Regions from separate parts of the Rattus norvegicus genome. Here region 2 is linked to region 1. The links are chromatin contacts, called in public Hi-C maps. All regions are on one chromosome and are shown on one strand. Each heading gives the region's core, a stretch centred on a gene start, on an enhancer-like site or on the middle of the called end of the contact. The rest is flanking DNA. Distances are from core to core; before and after follow the strand shown. Region 1 holds the start of Nfia (nuclear factor I/A). Region 2 overlaps Nfia (nuclear factor I/A).

What was found. Hi-C and Micro-C count contacts between places; a contact is called where the count stands out from the background.
Region 2: a Hi-C map of liver shows a contact between it and region 1, with 2.3 times the contacts expected there. The contact joins the enhancer-like site here to the promoter of Nfia in region 1. A contact is called at or near these places in 3 of 12 Hi-C or Micro-C datasets (kidney, liver and mammary epithelial cells).

Annotation. Positions count from the first base shown.
Region 1 is chr5:117,555,410-117,561,616 of GRCr8, forward strand. It overlaps Nfia (nuclear factor I/A), which reads left to right and starts at 1,871. Exons shown (of 11, transcript NM_012988.2): 1 at 1,871-2,052. The coding sequence starts at 2,026. It overlaps LOC120103114 (a long non-coding RNA gene), which reads right to left and starts at 5,205. Exons shown (of 3, transcript XR_010066547.1): 1 at 2,510-5,205.
Region 2 is chr5:117,620,764-117,627,495 of GRCr8, forward strand. All of the region lies in intron 2 of Nfia (nuclear factor I/A), which reads left to right. Among named protein-coding and RNA genes, the nearest start is that of Nfia, 67 kb to the left of the region's middle. Within about 2 kb of position 4,023, at least 4 of the 93 cell types and tissues checked have an H3K27ac peak or open chromatin away from gene starts, as enhancers often do. A contact at or near this core is called in liver, where this site is marked.

The DNA.
Region 1 (6,207 bases), core at 621-3,120:
ATGGACGTCCTAACTAAAGGTTGAAGTTATTTCCTTCAATCCTTAATATGTAATCGGAATAATATGTATTCCAAGAATATTCAAGAGCAGGGGGTGGGTGGGAAAGAATGGATTCTTGGGCATTAGCCCTAAACGGGCTAGAGAACAAACAAAACTTTAGACTGCCCGACGGTCTGCAGCAGAATTTTCTAGTAGCATTCTAACCCACCCAGGGGGAAAAAAAAATCTGAATGAAAGTGATCATACTCCCTCACTCTCTTCTGTCGGGTGGGCATGCATGTAGACTCTAGCCCTGTCACCTCTGCCAGGGAGCAGACTCCTGATCTGTGTGCCAGTGTCGGAATCTGGGGGAGTTTTAAAGAAGGGTTGGTAAATACAGAAGACTGCTGCAAAACTTCAGGAATGAAAGGAGGAGAAAATGGGAGTTTGGAGGAGACAGATATAGTTTTTCCCCCTCTAGGAGAAAAGAGAGTCTAATGAGAAAGTGTTAAGTTTTTTCTTTAAAAAAAAAAAAGAAAGAAGGAAGGAAGGAAGGAAGGAAAGAAGAAAAAGCTGGAAGAACAGGCTTGTTGGCAACGTGCCAAACCCTAAAACCGCCCCCCCTCGCCAAAACAATACTTTTAGCAAACCTAAAATAATTGCAGGAAGCTCTTTTCCATCTTGAGAACTCTTACCTGGGGGAGGGAAAAGTGGGGATCCAAACAAGGTACCCTTCTAGCGTGTGTCTGGGGAACAGGGGACTCAAATGTTAGCCCATGTCTAGTCCTGGGCTCCCATTTGGGGATACAAACATATCCCTTTTCTAAGGGGGTAACTCTTTCACGGTTTTCCTTCTCAGTTATACAGAAAAAATGTCCCAGCTAAACCACTGTTGTTTCTGACGTGACAGAACTTTTTTGGGCGTTTGTGTTCAAACCCACCAGCTCCTGAGTTCTGGAAGAGAAGAGCGGTCGCTCACGACTCTCCGCCTTCCTTTTTCCAGATTCCCCCCCCCCCCCGCAATCTGGGGACGCTTTGGGGTGATCTTACTAGTCCCCCGCACCCAGATTCTGACTGCTATGGGGCCGTAGCTGTAAAGTTAGTAGGCTTTTGTGCATATTACCTCTGCGGACGACACTATTCCCACAGAAAGCTTCGCAGGAGAGATTACAATGCTTTGAGCTTTACCGCATTTCAGAGGAAGGGGGGAAAAGTTACCTAGAAGGTCTGATTTTTACAAGAAATTTGCATACATGCAAATGTACCGCGCGCCCTTCTCTGAGGTTCCTAGGGAGCCCACCCGGCGGCCCACGGGGGTGCGGGGCGCCCGGACAAAGTTGCCCCAATCGTCTACCGACGTCCGCGGAGGGCTGCGGCGCGGGTGGGGGGATGGGGAGGAGGAAAAGTAGTTTTGTTTGCTTAAGCACATCCTGTGGCAGCCTATAGCCGCCCGGAGGACACGCTGAAAACCGCTCCGCGCCGCGTTCCCGGGACCGCGCCGAGCGGGGCGGGGGCGGGGGCCGCGGGAGGCAGCGAGCGCGGAGCAAGCGGCGGGCGGGCGGCCGTGCAGACTGGGGACCGGTGTCAGCGCCGCAGCCGCCCCTCCCCCACCCGGCTCCCCCCACCCCACCCCACCCCATCCCCCCCACCCCCACCCCCCCGCGGCGGCGGCGCGAGCGGGCGGCGGCCGTGCGGTGCGGTGCAGAACGCGGCGCAGGCGGGCGCGCGGGCAGCTCGCGGGCACCCGGCCGGCCGGCGCGGGAGCGGGAAAGGGTGCGCTATGCCTTTAACGCCCGCGTACAGTAGACAGTATAGTGGAGTGTAGGGAAACTCTAGGCGGGGTTAAAGTTCAGCGCGTGGAGCGGCAAGAGCGCTGGCTGCTGCAGTTGAGCCGAGTTGGAAATGTGAACGCAAGAAGCAGGCTTGATTTTTTTTTCCTCCCCCCTCTCCTAGCTCTCTCCTCCTCTCTCTCCCTCTCGCACCCACACTCACGCACACCTCCAGCCCGCACACAGACGTGCACGCACCCCCCGCCGCCCGGCAGTTATGTATTCTCCGCTCTGTCTCACCCAGGTAAGCAGCTGCGGGGGCGCGGGGCGGCCGTGTGCCTCGGCGGGAGTCGTGTCTGCGCGTGTTTCTGTGTGTGCGCGCGCGTGTGCGGGGGGGTGGGGGGCTGCAGCTTTAAGAAAGTAACTTTGTTTCCATGCGGGTGCATTCCTCCGGCTCGGCCATTTGTGTGGGCACATGGCTAATGGCGCCCTCTTATTAATGCGTTAATTAATATCGGGGCGCCGGACTGCGGAGCGCCGGGTCTTGCGGGAGCCCCGCACGTGTGTCCGCCGCTGCAGCCCCTGACACGCTGCAATCTGGACTCGGTGTCTGCGGCGCGGAGCGCGGTGCCCGCGATTCCTCCGCTCCAGGGAGGGGCGGCTGAGCCCCGCAAACCCCGCACGCCGGCTGCACCCTGGCGCTCTGGCTGCCAGTGTCCTCCCGCGCCGCCGCGCCCCCCGCCGACGCCCCGAACTCTTACTTTTGTTTTGTGCCAGCTTTGCGGGCCGGCCCGGGCAGCGCCCCTCGGACGCGGCGGGCGGTGCGAGCCTTCGCCCGTGGGCTGCGTAGACTCACGCCCGGCGCCGGCCCAGGACCTTGTTGTCCCTCGCCTCCAGCCCGCGACCCCCAGGCGAAAGTTTAAGGATCCGGCGAGCCCACGCCGCGCAGGCCAGAGAGCCGCCGAGGCCGCGGGTCGGGCCGGGCTGGGCCGCTGCGGGCGGAGTGGGGCTCCGGCTCGAGGGCGAGCGGCGGCCAGGGCCGGAGTCGGCTGCTCCGCCGCCGCCGCCGCCTAGGCAAGCCCCAGGCGGCTCAGCAAGCAGGACCCGGCAACTTTCCGTGCAGCCCCACTCGCAGCGTGGGGCCTGGCGCCCCTCCGCCTGCCCCTCTTGCCCGAGCCTCCCAGCCCATCCCTCCCGGTCTAGTCTGCACCAGCAGTAAGGAAACACTGCTATTTTGCGGCTCCGGATCTAGTCCCGTTTGAATATATTATTTATTTTCTCTGACTAAAAGGCATAAAGTCAGAGTGATTTGCGCTAATTTTTTCTCTTTAAGCACGAGTCTTTATATGGGTTTAAACCATTGCACCCTGACCAGCAGTCACCTACATGAAGTTATATGCTTCTTCACGACTCCCTCAAAACCCTGCTACCACTGTGCCTTCAATGAGCTGGAGTAACGGTTTACCGGGAATACTTTGGAAGGCTGGACGTATCAGTAGCTTTTCCTCTCCACTGTAGATTCGGATTTATTTCCCATATGACTTCCCTTCTTACTGCAGTATCTAACAGTAATAACACTGGCTATTTGATCTCAGAAGACTCTTAAATGCATCTTTTATGTGGAGATGGTCTGTTTGGGATTTAGGCCTCACATTAATAATGGATAGCAGTTGTTTTAGTTATTGTAAAAGTCCACCCCTCCCCGCAACTTCCAAAGTTACTATTTTAGTAACTTGTGGAAGAATGGAATGAAACTTCTCCAACCACTTCTGGCAAGGTTCACAATTGCATATGGATAAGATGCAAAGTGTAAGATAATTTGAATGAATTATAGTCTGCAGTGAAAGTGCTGAGATTCGAAGGGTGAAATTCTAGCTGGCAAAAGTTTGCAACACATAGGACTTGTAGGTAATACCAGCATGCTGCAATGGCGAGAAAGACCCTCATGGATACAGCGTTGTCTTCTTGAGCGAGATTTGAAAAGATCAAAGTTCTGGTCTGGGGTTGTGTATTTCAGGAGCATACCTGCGAATCCATGCAGGCCTCGGGCACAGTCAGGGACTTAACAAGGTTAGCTTCTCTTGAGTTATTATCACATTAAGAAAGTTTTTTTTTTCTTCCCTTCTCTTTTCTCCCTCCTACACACTTGGCAGCTTTGATTGACGCATTCGCTGGGCCTTCACACCACTAAGAGAACCGCTTATTTGGTGTAGCAGTTTGTGAAGAAAAACGTACAATAAACAGGGAATAAAGGCTCGTGTGTTTTATGAGAGGGTCTTTAAAAGCTGATTTACAATTTATTTAACTTTCTGGAATATTTATAATATGTTAGAGCCAGTTTCAGAAAGAAAAACGTGGACCGTTTATTGCTCGTTTAAAAAAAAAAAAAGATCCAGTAAGCATGGTGACCAATGTGCTCTGAGAGTAAACTCAGCTTGCTTGTGTGCACTTTGAAGGGGCTTTACCTTGAGAATGCCAGGCCTCTTCTTATGACTGAGGATGGGCATATCACAACCAACTCAGGGACCTGCCTAAATACTGACAGTTCAGCAGAAATTTATGAGTAAACCTTAAAAAAAAAAAGTAGTTTCCAGCACTACCACTATTCTGTGGCTCTTAAACTTGGCCTGTTTTCAAACAGATCCACATTTTCGATGCTGGTTCATAGTAACGCGGCTTTGAAGCAGGTCCACAGGTTTATTTTTCCTGGTGATCTGTAACATTCTCATCAACTATGTCTGTAAAATATTACTTTTTCTCTTCAATATTTTTTGGAAATAATGCTCAGTTTATGGCGTTTTGTTCAGCAACATGATCCATGAGGACATACCCTCCACTACCCGCCCCCTGGATCATTTATGCTTTCCTCGGACATTTCCTGTAATTTTTTTCTTTTCTTTTCTTTTTTTTCTTTTTTGAAAAGTTTGGATGTTTGGGGAGATATTTCTGTCAATAGGTTGACTAAGTATAATGGTCATGTGAGTAAAGTTATATAAAATGCTGTGTACTTTTATTTGCATCCTAGAGACCTTTTGGGGGAATAATTTATTGTAAATACCTCTGATGCAAAGCTGGGGACACAGACTGTCCATGATGACCAGCTGACCTTATTTTCAGTTTATTTATTCTTTTTATGAAGTGATATTATGGACATTGGTTGGCAGGTGAACGCAATGCTTCCGAGCGTGAACTGCTGCAGTTTGCAGCTTTTAAGAAGTATTTTGGGAGGATCTTTGGGCTCATAGACACAAGTTGTTATTTAACCTGTTTATCGTCATTAATAAGGTAAAGCCTTGGCACGGATATGTTATATTTCGAGCTACGTGCATTATAGAATGGAGCTGAGTCTTCAAAATGAAAGCCTCCTTTTGGAGAAAGCTCACTGTGCAGCTTGAGGTCGACTTCAGGGATTCTTTTCATAATGCCACAGAGCCTTGGTCTCCAGGCTACCCTGTATACATCTGGATGTCAGTCAGTATGAAATACGTAAAGTTTAAGTGTTTTAGAACATTTCAAGGATGAGCTCAGAATGTAGTAATGTTTAATGCTTTGTGGCTTGGCGTGCACCTTAGCGGATAAACTGCGACTTTTCTTCCAAAGGAATAAAGATTCTCAAACACCACACAGCTTGAAAATGCTAATGGTTTATGGTAAAGAATAATATCATTCTTGTATTTTGTTCTTTTTTCCCCCCTAACTTGAAAATGCACATGTGTTAACCAAAGCTCACTACTTCTTTTTTGATCCTTATTTTGTAAAAGACCAAGTTTCAAAAATGAACTTGAGCCATGGAGCCTAAAATTTGTGCAGAAAGAGGGAAAAGCCAAATATTATAACAATTAAATACTCATTATACTATTAGACACTTACTCTAAAGAACCTTGATATATGTAATGTTTACATTCTTATTTAAAAATTGTAAAAAAAATTAACAGATTTAACCATTAAAATATATTACCTTCAGTTTGCATTTGAATATTTAAAATTTTAATAATATTTTTAGTAGTAATACTGCCCGTAGTATTACAGTTTCTTGTATCTCAATGATGTATATATGCAGATTGCTATAACAAACATAAAAAAGAATATATTTTATATTTGTCCACCTTAACTCTTCTTAAGAAGTCACCAAATGTTCCTCTAGTTTCCTTATCTTCCTTTATTTGAAAGTAAATAATTTATCTCCAGAGGCATTTGTGGCAGAGAGCCGTTATATAAAATTGGTGTGGTCTGGTTAGTCAAGAGTTGGGTGTTCTCTCTGAGCATGTGTGGATGTTACTGTTTAACTTTATTTATTTTTTTTAAATTTTTATACTTGAATTTTCTAACCAGTATCAACATAAGAGTCACATGCTTTTTAAGAGAACCCGGTAGCAAAATTCAAATGCTTTAAATTCAATTTTTCTCTTCAAATTATCCGACTTTTAAAGAGCTTGGTAAAGGTTTTCTTTGAGTCTCC
Region 2 (6,732 bases), core at 2,773-5,272, 68 kb after region 1:
TTCTTTAAATGAAATGTGTTTCTTTGGAGATATAAAAAGTAAACTCCAGAAACGCCACCATAGAAGTGTCAGCAGCACACGGAGGTTAGCCATGTAAAGTGTAGGTACTCTGTGCCCTAGAGTGGCTTTGCTGACCTTTTGTACTTCTGTGGTGATGAGGGCCAGAAGCACAGTGGTGTCCTGCTGTGTCTGAATATCCTGTTCTGTGTCTTTAACTCCAACAAGAGAGGGCTGGGATCATCTGCCATCGATCTTTCTTCAGCCCTCCTTTTACTTAGCCTTGCCTTTCCAGTGTGAGCCCTGAGCTTGTTCAGGGAGTGGCAGGGACTAGGAGACTTGCTCCCTTGTGTTGACACTGCCCTTGAAGGCAAGGGGGTACAAGTTTAGGTGACTGTCTGCAGTCTCTGAAGACAAGTTCCCTGATCAACACCATGCATGTCATCTGTTCAGGGCCGGCCACCAGCGTTCTTTGGGTTGAATGCTGCTAGAATAATGCCTTCAAGTGTTTGACTGGATTCTATGTTTTGTGGCCCAGATAAACAGCAATGGATAATTATATTTGTTTCCTCTGTTTTGAAGTAAACAAGTATGTGTCGTTGGATACACTGAGCCACTGTAGAGAGGGTGACATGGTTCTGTGTGACCAGTTGGCTGATAATTTAACTTGTGTGGTTGCTTGATGGGTCAGTGTGGAGGTCTTGTTTGAGGTTTTGATATGCTAAAAATAGCTCCCAGGTCTTTCTGAATTCTTTTAGGCCTGTGGTGTTTGGAGGCTCAGTGCTTAGTTTGTTCTTTCACAGGCTGTTGGAGTCCTTGTCCGTCTACACTTGCGACTTGTCTAGTTTGCAACTTCCTCTCCATGGTGGTGTGCTGATGTCCCAGTAAACCTGTCTCTTGCTGCAGAGAGATGAAGGGAACTCTCTCACGCGAGTTCACCCAGAAGCCTGATAACTATAGATCCTTTCCTTAGTCAAGAACGTGTTGAAAAAACATGTTGCTCCAACAGGGGTTGAATGATCTTTTCACAGGGTCATCTAAAGACCATCAGGAAGCACAGACATTTACATTATAATTCATAATAGTGCCAACTTAAAGTTATGATGTAGCAAATAAGAATAATTTTATAACTGGGCGTCACCGTACCAGAGGAACTGTATTAAAGGGCCACAGCATTAGGAAAGCTGAGAACCTCTGCTCTGAAGGATTGGAAGTCAGTGTGATGCTCCGTCCTTTCTTTTCGCTCGACTCAATCTATCGCACGCAGGTTAGTTGTGAATACTTTAACTTGCACATCTAAACACATTTAAACAAAGCCCACTAAAGATCTATACTGTAGAAGCAATCTGCTTATAAACTCCCTTTTACTTGTGCTTAAATCCCACAAAAGTAAGGGCTTTTGAAGATGGCAGGCCAGTTGGTCCCCATGGTTGCATGCATATTTTGGGCTCTGGCGTTGGACTGGCTTAAGCTTTCTCCATGGCTTCCCTAACAGCCAGTTCTGAAGATGTTGAGCATACCTGGCATAAACCTTGATTTCCTTGTCTGTAAAATGGGCTAGTACTTTGTTCTGAGGGATAAATGAGAATGACTCACACAGAGGACATGTAGGCCATGGAATAAAGAACATTCATCATCGTTTAGCTGGAATACAGTTAAGCTGTCTTTCTGAGCTTGGAGGCTTTTCTTTTCTGACCCGAACCAGTTCACTGTGCCTTAGGCAAACTGGTGGTTCCCGGATCCTGGGATGTTGATACCAAACTTAGTCTGAATCAGCATGGCACACTACAGCCCAGAATCCCTGAACTCAAGCAATCCTCCTGCCCCAGTCTACCAATTAACATGACTACGGGTGTGTCCTACTATGCCCAGTGAGATTTTTCATTAAAGAGCATAACTGTATATCTCATGGAGACTTCCCTTATTTGCTGAGTTACTCACCCATGTCTCCAGGAGGTTCTATTCTGGGACTTTCTTCTCGTTTGCCATCAAATGTTCCAAATGTATTGCTTTCCATGTTTATGAAAACACACTAAGACCTAAATCTAATACAATGACAAAACTGTTTCTCTTAAGTTCTCTTCCCTCAGATCAGTCTCACGGGCCATGCTGACACCCATTGTTATTACATGCTGGTAAAAGTACGAATGTGACTGTTGGGCTGACAAGATGGCTCAGCAGAGAAAGGCACTTGCTGCCAAGCCTAACGACCCTAGTTCGATGCCCTGGTCCTACGTGGTGGAAGGGAAGAACAGATTCCTTAAAATTTGTTCTCTGACTGCCACACACATGCTATGGCAGACACATAGAACACATACACAATAAATAAATAATAAGTGAATAAATGGAATAATTAATTTAAACTAAAGCAACTTCATTAAGTATCATAACATTTGCAAAAACTGTAAGCCCTGGGGGAACCAGAGCTGGAAAGATCCCGAGAGGTTACCTGGTCCAAACCCCATTTTACAAGTAAGGAACACGCCTTTGGCCAGAAAATAAAAATCAGGTTTGAATAGAGACTAGCCCATAGGATGCCTCTTTAATTTGTGTTCTCACTGGAATCCGTACTCAGTTGCTCTGTTATGGTTTTCTTCCTTTTGCAGGACTTGAATGTATTTATTAGAGACCGTCGAGATGTAGCGCTGGGCATTACTTTTGTGGCCAAAGCTCTGAGGCTATAATGGTTATTAATGGATTCCATTATTTGGGAGAGCGTTTACGGACTACAGATCTCATTGATCCATTGTGCCACGTTTGTATTATCCCAGGTAGTTTAAAATGATATTCTCTTAACCGTTAGCCTAAAACATTGTCCACCGTTGGCAGTTATCCTATCATGAGACCGTCCCTTTTGCCACTGAAAATACATAGTTCTGCTGAAAGGAGCCTTTTGACCGGTCCCCGGTGCCCTGAATGTGTTTAAATCCCTCACTACTGAAATGGGGGGATTACTGCTGCTATCATTGTTCTAAAACAAACTTCCCTTTGGACGATAACAGCAGCGGTAAATCAGATGTTGAAGAAAGTACCAGCTTAACTTCAGTTTGCTTTAAAAGGGTTTCCTCTTTAATTGACAAGTGTCATGTATAATAGAGCACGGTGGCTCACATAGAAAACCTTGTGCTGGGCTGCCTGCTGGGGCCGCAGTTCCTAATGAACATACAAGTGAATACACTGGGGCAAAAAATTAAAGCTCCCCAACCGCGGAGCATTCACCCTGTTCACCATGGTCAGCCTGGTGGTCAGCCACACTGATCCCGCCATGACTTGTCTTGGGCATGTGGCTCGAGCTGCTTTCAGTGCCGGGGTGACTGGAATCTCTCCTGGTAGTGTTTGGAATGACAGACTAGATTCTGATGTCAAGGGAATAGGAAAACAGGATGGCCTTGTAATGTTTCTTTAAAAAAAAAAAATACAACAGACTTTTTGAGATCCATATAGTTGCTTTGCATCACGGTGGTTTTCACGGGCTCTGGGCCACTTGATAAGGTCCCTATGTCCCCCTCACTTTGTTGCGCCTTCTTGCCTTTCTTCTGCCTCCCAAAAGAGAACACAACTGTATTTCACAGGTGATGTTTACAGCCATTCAACACACTTGAATAAGCACTTAGAATAATGTCAATAGAGGAAGGGGAAAGGGCATATTATTATCAAATTAAGTAATGGATGGGCAGTGATATTTTATTTATCAAAGCATGTCTGAGTAGCGCTGGAGAGAATGTACTCTGGTTCTGAAGAGCACAGATTTGAGAGGAATGTTGAGTTTGGAAACGTGGCAGCCTGCAGCCCTGTGTATGGTTTAAATTAAACCTTTTTTTGGAAAGCAGAATAGCTCGAGGCCACATTTAAGGGTAAAGCTACAGCAGAGAGAGCTGGCTGTGGTTTTTCTTTCACTCTGTCAGCGGCCCACTTTCCCTTGTTTTAACACAGAAAAAAAGACTTTGGACTCCTTCAGACCAACCACATAGCCTCTCTGCTGACCACAAAAAGGAAGCTTGGTGTAGAAGCCATAGGATTAATACCCACTGTCTCTTAACCCAGCGGAGTGTGAAACTTTGTAAGAGATTTCTCTGGTCAGGCTGACACTGTGGTTGGACTTTAAACATTTAAATCAAGCACAACTTTGAATTGCATTATGCCACAGCGCTACTCTGGAAATTGTTCCCTGAGATACCGCGTTAAAAGTTATTTACACGAATCCCCAGGTTTCAGAGGAATAAACCGCTAACAGCTTTGCGTATCTCACAGAGAAATAAAAGGAAAATTAAAGATGTGTCTGTGACAGATTAGCTCAGCTGAGGCCGGGGAATCACCAGCCATAAGAGCTGATCTTTCTTAAATGGTGAGACTACAGGCTCATGACAGAAAAGTCTTTTCATCTTTCAGAGATATGGTTAAGAGTGTGGGCTCTGTTAATCACTTACCAGTTTTATTAATTAACCTTATTATTGTTATTATTATTATTATTATTGCGGTGGTGGTGGTGGTGGTGCCCACCAACTGAATTCTGGGCAAGCTTACTAACCCTGAGCAACATCCTTAAGCCCAACCACCTTTCTAGTTTTTCAACTAGGAAAATGTTATTTTTAATAGAAACTCACGTTTCTTTGAAAAATGTTTGCACGGCAGAGAGTTCTACATAATATACTAGTCTGCTCAGATGCTAGAAATAGTTGCCTCTGTGTCTTCAGCATTAATTTTAATGATTGGAATCTTACAACCCTGATTAGCTAATCATTTATTTGCACAAAGCAGTTCCGAAATTGCTCAAAGCAACAAACAGCCTAAAGTCCCATGCATTCGCTTTTGTATTTACTATTCTAACTGCTTTGCATTAATATAGTTTGGAAGAAATACTTGGAATTTATATTTTGTCCAGCTGAATTAATCAGCTTTTCACAAGGGCACCAGATCTGCATTCTGGTTTCTGTTTAGCAGATAATCTAATTGATTTGAAAAGTTGTAGAAAATAAATTCCTATACAAGTTTCAAAGCTTCCAGTAACCATAGAGTTAACCTTTGGTTGGCATGTAGTGAGGTGCTCATTAGAGAAACTGATCTATACAAGACTTCCTGTATGAAGAAGTAAGGCTGTCTCCTTGGCTGGACATCCCAACGCTGTTTAAATACTTTTGTCTGTGAGCTGCCAGTTTATTGTGCTTGTTTGCCCAGGTGTCTTCAGAGCATCTGTTCTGTGCCTGCCTGAACTTACTAGCCACCCGGAAGTAGTTGCCTTGTGTCTGATCTTTCTCATGGTGCTAGAATTAGACTGTAACTAATTGAATGCATTGGTCACTGTCTTGTTTCTTTCCTTTTGTCCCATCTTCCTCTCAGAGGAATCAGTTCATAGGACCCTATAGGCACTAGTCAAGAAAATGACAACTGAGTCACCAAGCCTGGCATTAAAAGTAACCTAACCTAATGATACTTTTAAGGACAAACTATTGTAAGCATTCTTACATGTGCGAATTAACTGCTTATTTAGGTCGTGGTGGGAGCCAAATCAAAGTATGATGTTGAGCAGCAGTCTCAGCAAGTGGGAGAACAGGGGAGAGAAGCAAAGCCTGACCTGGGAGGTCAGGGGCACCCTTTCCAGGCTGGCTTTGGGATCCGGGCTCTGCCAGCTGCAGGCCGATTCCACCGCACACTTCTCGCTAGCTTACTAGCGGTCTGTGCTGCCTGCTCGGCCAACTTGGTGTCTTTGGCTGTGCTTGTAACACACCAGCACCTCAGTTTTCTAATCTCTGTAGTGGGGATGTTGATTATCTCTTTGTCCTGCCAGTCTCAATGGGTTGTTAAGGGGAATAAAACCAGACAAGGAAGATGAAATTCTAAGACGCATGGCAGCCAGGATCTTTGTAGATGAAGACATTTCTCAGATACCTTCTTCCAATCAGCATGAGCTATTCTGTAATGGGAAGTGTCACACTGAGAGGGAGAGAGAGGTTTTGGAATTCCTCTTCCTGACACAGGATTTACACTTTTGGACAAATCATTAGGACCCTCTGGTTCCCTCTTGTCTCATCAGATGTGACCGCAGGTAGCAGTTCTCACAATGTCCTGGCAAAAGCAGTTCAGCTCTGGCATTTGGAAGTTATCTGTAGACGCAAGTTCCGAGCCCCTTCCTGGGTATGGAAGGGCAACGGAAAGTAGGTGAGGCCCAGCGCTCTGCTTTGTAAGGAGAGTTTGCGGGATTTTTAATGCAGCTATATTTCCAGAATCATGCTGCAGTGCCATCGGACTTCGAAATAGGATAGTTAAGCCTTGTTCCTGATGCTTCACCAGGGTCGTGCCTAGTTACACCATCTATAGACTCTTCCGAGTAGACAAGACTTCAGTAGTGTCGCACAGAGTGCTTGGCAGAGAGAACTGAGTTTGCAGGTGGGAGCAAAGACTTCCTTCTCTGAAAATTGTCACTATTCTTGGCCCATATTTCTGGTGTGTCTTAGCTTTGGGGCTGTCTCAGTGGCCCACACACGTGACTGTCCAGATGGAGGAGGTTCTCCACCATCTTCCTCATCAACCCCCCGTTTCCTGTCGGCTGCACCAGCTCCCATTCCTTGGAGTTTTCAAATGCTTTCACAGACTCTCATAATGAGGGCTGAGAAAGGAAAACGCATGTTTTCCCTTCTCAAATACACCTCACAAGTCACAATTTTGTTGTTACGTTCATAAATTGTGTGTGTGTGTGTGTGTGTGTGTGTGTGTGTGTGTGTGTGTGTGTGCAGGGCC